Linked DNA regions of Astyanax mexicanus: region 1 is linked to region 2. The links are chromatin contacts, called in public Hi-C maps. All regions are on one chromosome and are shown on one strand. Each heading gives the region's core, a stretch centred on a gene start, on an enhancer-like site or on the middle of the called end of the contact. The rest is flanking DNA. Distances are from core to core; before and after follow the strand shown.

Region 1 (2,700 bases), core at 103-2,602, 210 kb before region 2:
TGAACAGTGAAAAGGCTAGCTAGCTAAGCGGTTAGCATCTAGCTAATGCTATTGCTGCTCTGCACGGAGTGTGTGTTTACTGCTCCTTACACCTGACGGGTAAAATTTAGATAATACTGATCTCTGAACAGTGAATAAGCTAGCTAATGCTATTTGCTGCTCCAGCCTCGGAGCTGCACGGCTCTGGACTCTGTATAGCACTGAAACTCTGTATAACGCTGCACGGAGTGTGTGTTTACTGCTCCTTACAACCTGACGAGTAAAATTTAGATAATACTGATCTCAGTGAATAAGCTAGCTAGCTTAGCGGTTAGCATCTAGCTAATGCTATTGCTGCTCAGCCTCGGAGCTGCACGGCTCTGGACTCTGTATAGCACTGAAACTCTCTATAACGCTGCACGGAGTGTGTGTTTACTGCTCCTTACAACCTGACGACTAAAATCCATACAAAAGGCGCACCGTATTATAAGATGCACTGTCAATTTTTGTGAAAATTAAAAGTTTTTAAGTGCGTCTTATAGTCCGAAAAATACGGTATGTCCAGGCTTAAACAGTCGAGTTTTAGGCGACACTAACAGAACTACAAAGAGCATGCTGTTGGGTTTTATTGCACAGCTCAGTGTTTCTACACTGTTTCACAAGTGCTTGTTCCAGTTTTAGATTTTTTTTTGTCATTTGTGTTTGTTTGATATCTAAGAAAAAAAAAAACTTCACGCCGTGCAAAAGAGGAAATACAAATTAGAACAAAAACTTAGTAAGAAAAAAGTAGTCAGTCCATTTTTCTCCCATAGTTTTTAATGTTGTTTACCCATGTTAATATACTTTTGTCTCTGTCAAACATTTACAAAAAGATAAAAAAAAAAAGACACTCATGGTCTGATAACCATCTCAAACCATATCATGCTTTTACAGAGTCACAGCGCACTGTAATTTCACAACTCCTCGTCCGGTTGTTTTTCTTCTTCATTTCTTTTTCTTATCATTATTATAAATTTTGTTGAACAAAAGCTTTACTGTACTTAAAGCTTAAAATAGTTGATTAATGGAAAGAAATGTTAAACATCTCCCTTCTGAAAATAATTAAACAAGAAAGCTGAATATAGGGTGAGGCTCTTTTGAAACATTTTATTTCCAGCTATGGATTAATCAGATTTTTCAGATTCTCATATTTCTCTTATTTAGTTTTTTCCAATAACACTACTGAGAAAACATACAATTTAATAACCATCACATTCATGATTCACACCTAACAAAGATACACCACTGCAGTAGTGAGAGGAGGTGTGATAATGGAAAGAGGGAACCTCTCCACCCAAATAACCCCTGTGCCTCCCTCCCCCCGTCCCTCCCTCCCCCTCCCTGTGTGTGTGTGTGTGTACGTGCATGCGTGTGTGTGTGTGTGTTAGAGTGGGGTATTTGTCATACAGCGTTATTACATTAGCTCTGGCTTTAATGAAAGCGTCAGTCATTTATCAGAGTTACACACACACACAGGCACACACACACCGAGTAATCTGCTTCTGCTCTGTGTCACTCCATTATTTTTCTTCCAATCTCTCCGCTTTTCTAACTCACTCCATCTTTCTCTCCACCCTGTTTCTAACTCTTTCTCTCTTTCCCTCTACATTCTTCATTCCTCTTTTCTTTCTCATCTTCACCACATTATTTTTCTTCATCTTTATCTTCTTGCCCCTTTTCTTTTTCTCTCTCTTACAAAAACAGTCCCTTGGTTTCGGTGTCTCTCTCTTTTCTGTCTTTTGTTATCTCTGTCCCTCTTTCTCTTTATTAAAGCTTATGCTTTTCAGACTCTCTTTTCTTTCTCACTCTTTCTGTCTCTCTCTCTCTCTCTCTCTGACGGATCACCGGGGCGATCATAAGCCGCACACACACAGTTTAATGAAGCCATTAAAGCGCTATTAGCCCGACCGCTTCATCCGTCACACACACAAAGACCCACGGGGGAAGAGTGTAAGTGTGTGACCGTGTGAGTGTGTGTTTGTGTGATTTTCTCACATTGCCATTCAGCAGGTAAAACTAAGCTGGGGAGTTGGAGGCATATTGGAGAAAGCAGAGAAAAATATTAACTGTGTTAGTGTGTGTGTGTGTGTGTAAGTGTGTGTGTGTTGTCCAAGCATAATTCTGTACCTGCCTGTGCACAACAAATCCATAACTGTAGCTATCCACACCAAAAGGTTTGTGAGTGTGTAAGCGTGCGTGTGTGTGTGTGTGTTGACTGCTATAATTTGCAAGAAGAAAATTAAAAATTTGGCAGGTCGTTCATCTCACAGATGAAATCCAATGAAAAGATAAAAACGTCAATGTTCTCACCTTCTTTACCATCCCTCCATCTCCCTCTTCACATAGTGTGTGTGTGTGTGTTTTGTATTTGGGTCTTTCTTCTCATTTAGAGGCTACTTTATAAGATGTTTTGGTTGTCGTAACATCCCTTAGTTCCGGACACTTTTAATGTTGAAATATTCTTCCTATGCTACGTATGAATATGAATGTATTCCCATTCATTACTCAGGTATAAGTATAGATGCTAGGGTTTAAAAAAATACTTCTGTAGAAGTTAAAGTATCACCTCAAGCATTTTATTCTAGGAAACAAAAAACATTTTTCTAATAAAATATTTTAAAATGTTTTTTTTTTTTATTGTGATGCACTAGGCACCCACTAGGCTCCTACAATGCAAATACA
Region 2 (2,730 bases), core at 29-2,528:
CCAATTTGGAAAGCCAATAACTCTACAATCTCCATTCATGTAGGAGGATGTAGACTAGCACATACACTGATAAAAAAAGTGTAAAAAAACAGTAATCTTCCGGCAGCAGGGAGTGCCAGAAAATGTTTGTAAAAAAAAACAGAAAAATGCTTTTACATTTAAAAACAGATATAAACCGTACAAAAACAGTTTATTGTATTTACTTTGATTAACAACTATTATTGTCATTTTACAAGAACTTGTCCTATAATTACATGAAATCTTTTTTGTAACATATTTTAATTCTTAAAAAAGCGTCATACACTCCTTATAAAATGGAGTAATAAGTAATTTTACAAGAACTTGTCCTATAATTACATGAAATCTTTCACTTTCAACAAATTTTAATTCTTAAAAAAGCGTCATACACTCCTTATAAAACGGAATAATTAGTAATTTTACAAGAAGCTGTCCTATAATTACTTCAAATCTTTTTTTTTAACATATTTTAATTCTTAAAAAAGTGTCATACACTCCTTATAAAACGGAGTAATAAGTCATTTTACAAGAACTTGTTCTATAATTACATGAAATCTTTCACTTTTATCATATTTTAATTCTTATAAAAGCGTCATACACTCCTTATAAAACGGAGTAATAAGTCATTTTACAAAAACTTGTCCTATAGTTACATGAAATCTTTCCCTTTACATTTAAAGCCAGACACCTCCTCTTTTCCAACTGCCATTGATTGAGCATTACCGGCTAACAGGTCTGCTCAGAGGAAAGCGCAGCACCCCAGCTCTGATATATTAGCCAACAGATGCCAGTGCTGACCAACTTAATATTAGGACTGATTGAGACCCTTGAGAGAGCAAGACCAATTGTGTTCTCTTAGACTCTGGCTGCTGATGCCACGCAGTGTGATCCAGGATTCAAACTGGATTCAACTCTTCAGATCATAGTCACAGCACAAATTCATATAAGTCATTTTTTTCTTAGGAATTTCCAAACTTATCTAAAGTGTTAAAAAAAAACAAAACAAAAAAAAAAAACATTTAAGACACAGAACCCGACACCGGTGACTTAGGCCAACTTCTTTGGCCGAGTCAGAAAAGTCCCAATCAGTATCTTCGCCTTGTTTCTCGTCCCATTTCCCTCCCCTTCTTGTGTCTTTCTCTCCGATCCTTCTGTGTCACATCAGATTTGGCAGCGCTCGTGGGGAAAAGGGCAGAGTGGCTGCCGATGACTCAGAGCTCCAGCCTGACAGGCAGGCCCGTTGTAAAGGTTACCCAGGGAGGGGGGCCTCTGGCTGGGCCGTCATGCCGCGCTTGCCTGCTTCCCCCTGGAGGACCAGCCGTCACTCCTCCACTCGTCACAAGCTCACCTGCTCATGCACCTAGAAACTTGGACTGTACCGACAGTGGATGCACACAAAAAAGCCAAAGCACATGCTTGCTAGACAGGTGCACGCACTCACGCTAGAACGAGCAGAAAGAATCCTAGAACATCCCATCCTGGTCAGTGTGTTTCCAGTCTGGTTGTTCTTTATACCTCACCAGCGATCACAAAGGACAATTACAGTTTTGTCGTCAAAAACATTAAGATGCAAGTAAACACACCACTTGACTAATGCAGGGTTCCCAGCAGCCGCCAAGGTAGATTCCTCAGCAAAAATCATCACAACATTTTAATACTCCGGTAAATCCCATCCTGCACACACACTTAATGAAAAAATGACAGTATAGTGACTCAGTGTTCGTGTGTTTGACACAGTGAAGCAAGTGTTACAAGAGAGGCTGCGTAGCCAACAACACCATCTAAAGGTCAGTGAGGTCTCTGCAGGGTCTGTGCTGTGTTATACTGTAGTATTGTGTCAGAGTTATATTTACTTTCTAAATTGTGGCCATTGAGATACATGGATACAGGATCATTCAGAAATTATGCGTAAAGGTTTTGTGATTTTTGTGATATAAATGACTAAAATTGTGCATTTCTGTAGCTATTTTGTTTTCATTTACTTTGCCCAAGGGCAACATTATGCTGCTACAAAACAAGGCAATAATTCTGAATCAGTGCTTCTTAATGCTTCATGGCATGGTGTTGCCCTCAGGCAACAAAATACCTTTTTGATTATTCCGTTGTTCTTTCATTGTTTTATTATTAGCGTACATATATGTGGCTATTTTGTATCATTTACTTTGTTTCCTTTACTTACCAAAACACTATTTTCGTAATGCTGCCTTAGGGCCACAATATGTGGTTGCATGACAATGCAATTATTCTGAAACAGTGGTTCTTATTTTTCTATTTATATATAAACTCAGGCAAAAAAACACTTTTTGATTATTACATTGTCTTTTCATTCTTTTATTATTGCTGGACATACATGTGGCTATTTGGTTTCAATTAATTTACTTACATCATTTACTTACCAAAACACTGTTTTGTAATTATTGCCTAAGGGCAACATTATGCAGATACATAACAATGTGATCATGCTAAATCAGTGGTTCTTAATTTTCTTTTTTGTTATTTATATATCAACAGGAACATTTTACAATTATGGCTTGGTGTTGCCTTCCAGCAACAAAACACTTTTTTGATGATTCCATTGTGCTTTGATTGTTTTATTATAATTTTGCATATATGTGACTGTTTTGTTTACATTTACTTACCAAAAGACATTTACTTTTTTTTAATTGTAGCCTCAGGGCAACATAATGCTGCTACATAACAAGGCAATCAGTG

Evidence for each region. A called contact is a pair of places that touch in the nucleus more often than the background predicts.
Region 1: a Hi-C map of muscle shows a contact between it and region 2, with 18 times the contacts expected there. The contact joins two enhancer-like sites. A contact is called at or near these places in 2 of 3 Hi-C or Micro-C datasets (both in muscle).

Annotation. Positions count from the first base shown.
Region 1 is chr15:21,735,718-21,738,417 of AstMex3_surface, reverse strand. The region is part of intron 5 of raraa (retinoic acid receptor, alpha a); the gene reads right to left. Among protein-coding and RNA genes, the nearest start is that of mki67, 13 kb to the left of the region's middle. Within about 2 kb of position 1,352, the one cell type or tissue checked has an H3K27ac peak away from gene starts, as active enhancers do.
Region 2 is chr15:21,523,144-21,525,873 of AstMex3_surface, reverse strand. No RefSeq gene overlaps it. Among protein-coding and RNA genes, the nearest start is that of LOC103034289, 31 kb to the right of the region's middle. Within about 2 kb of position 1,278, the one cell type or tissue checked has an H3K27ac peak away from gene starts, as active enhancers do.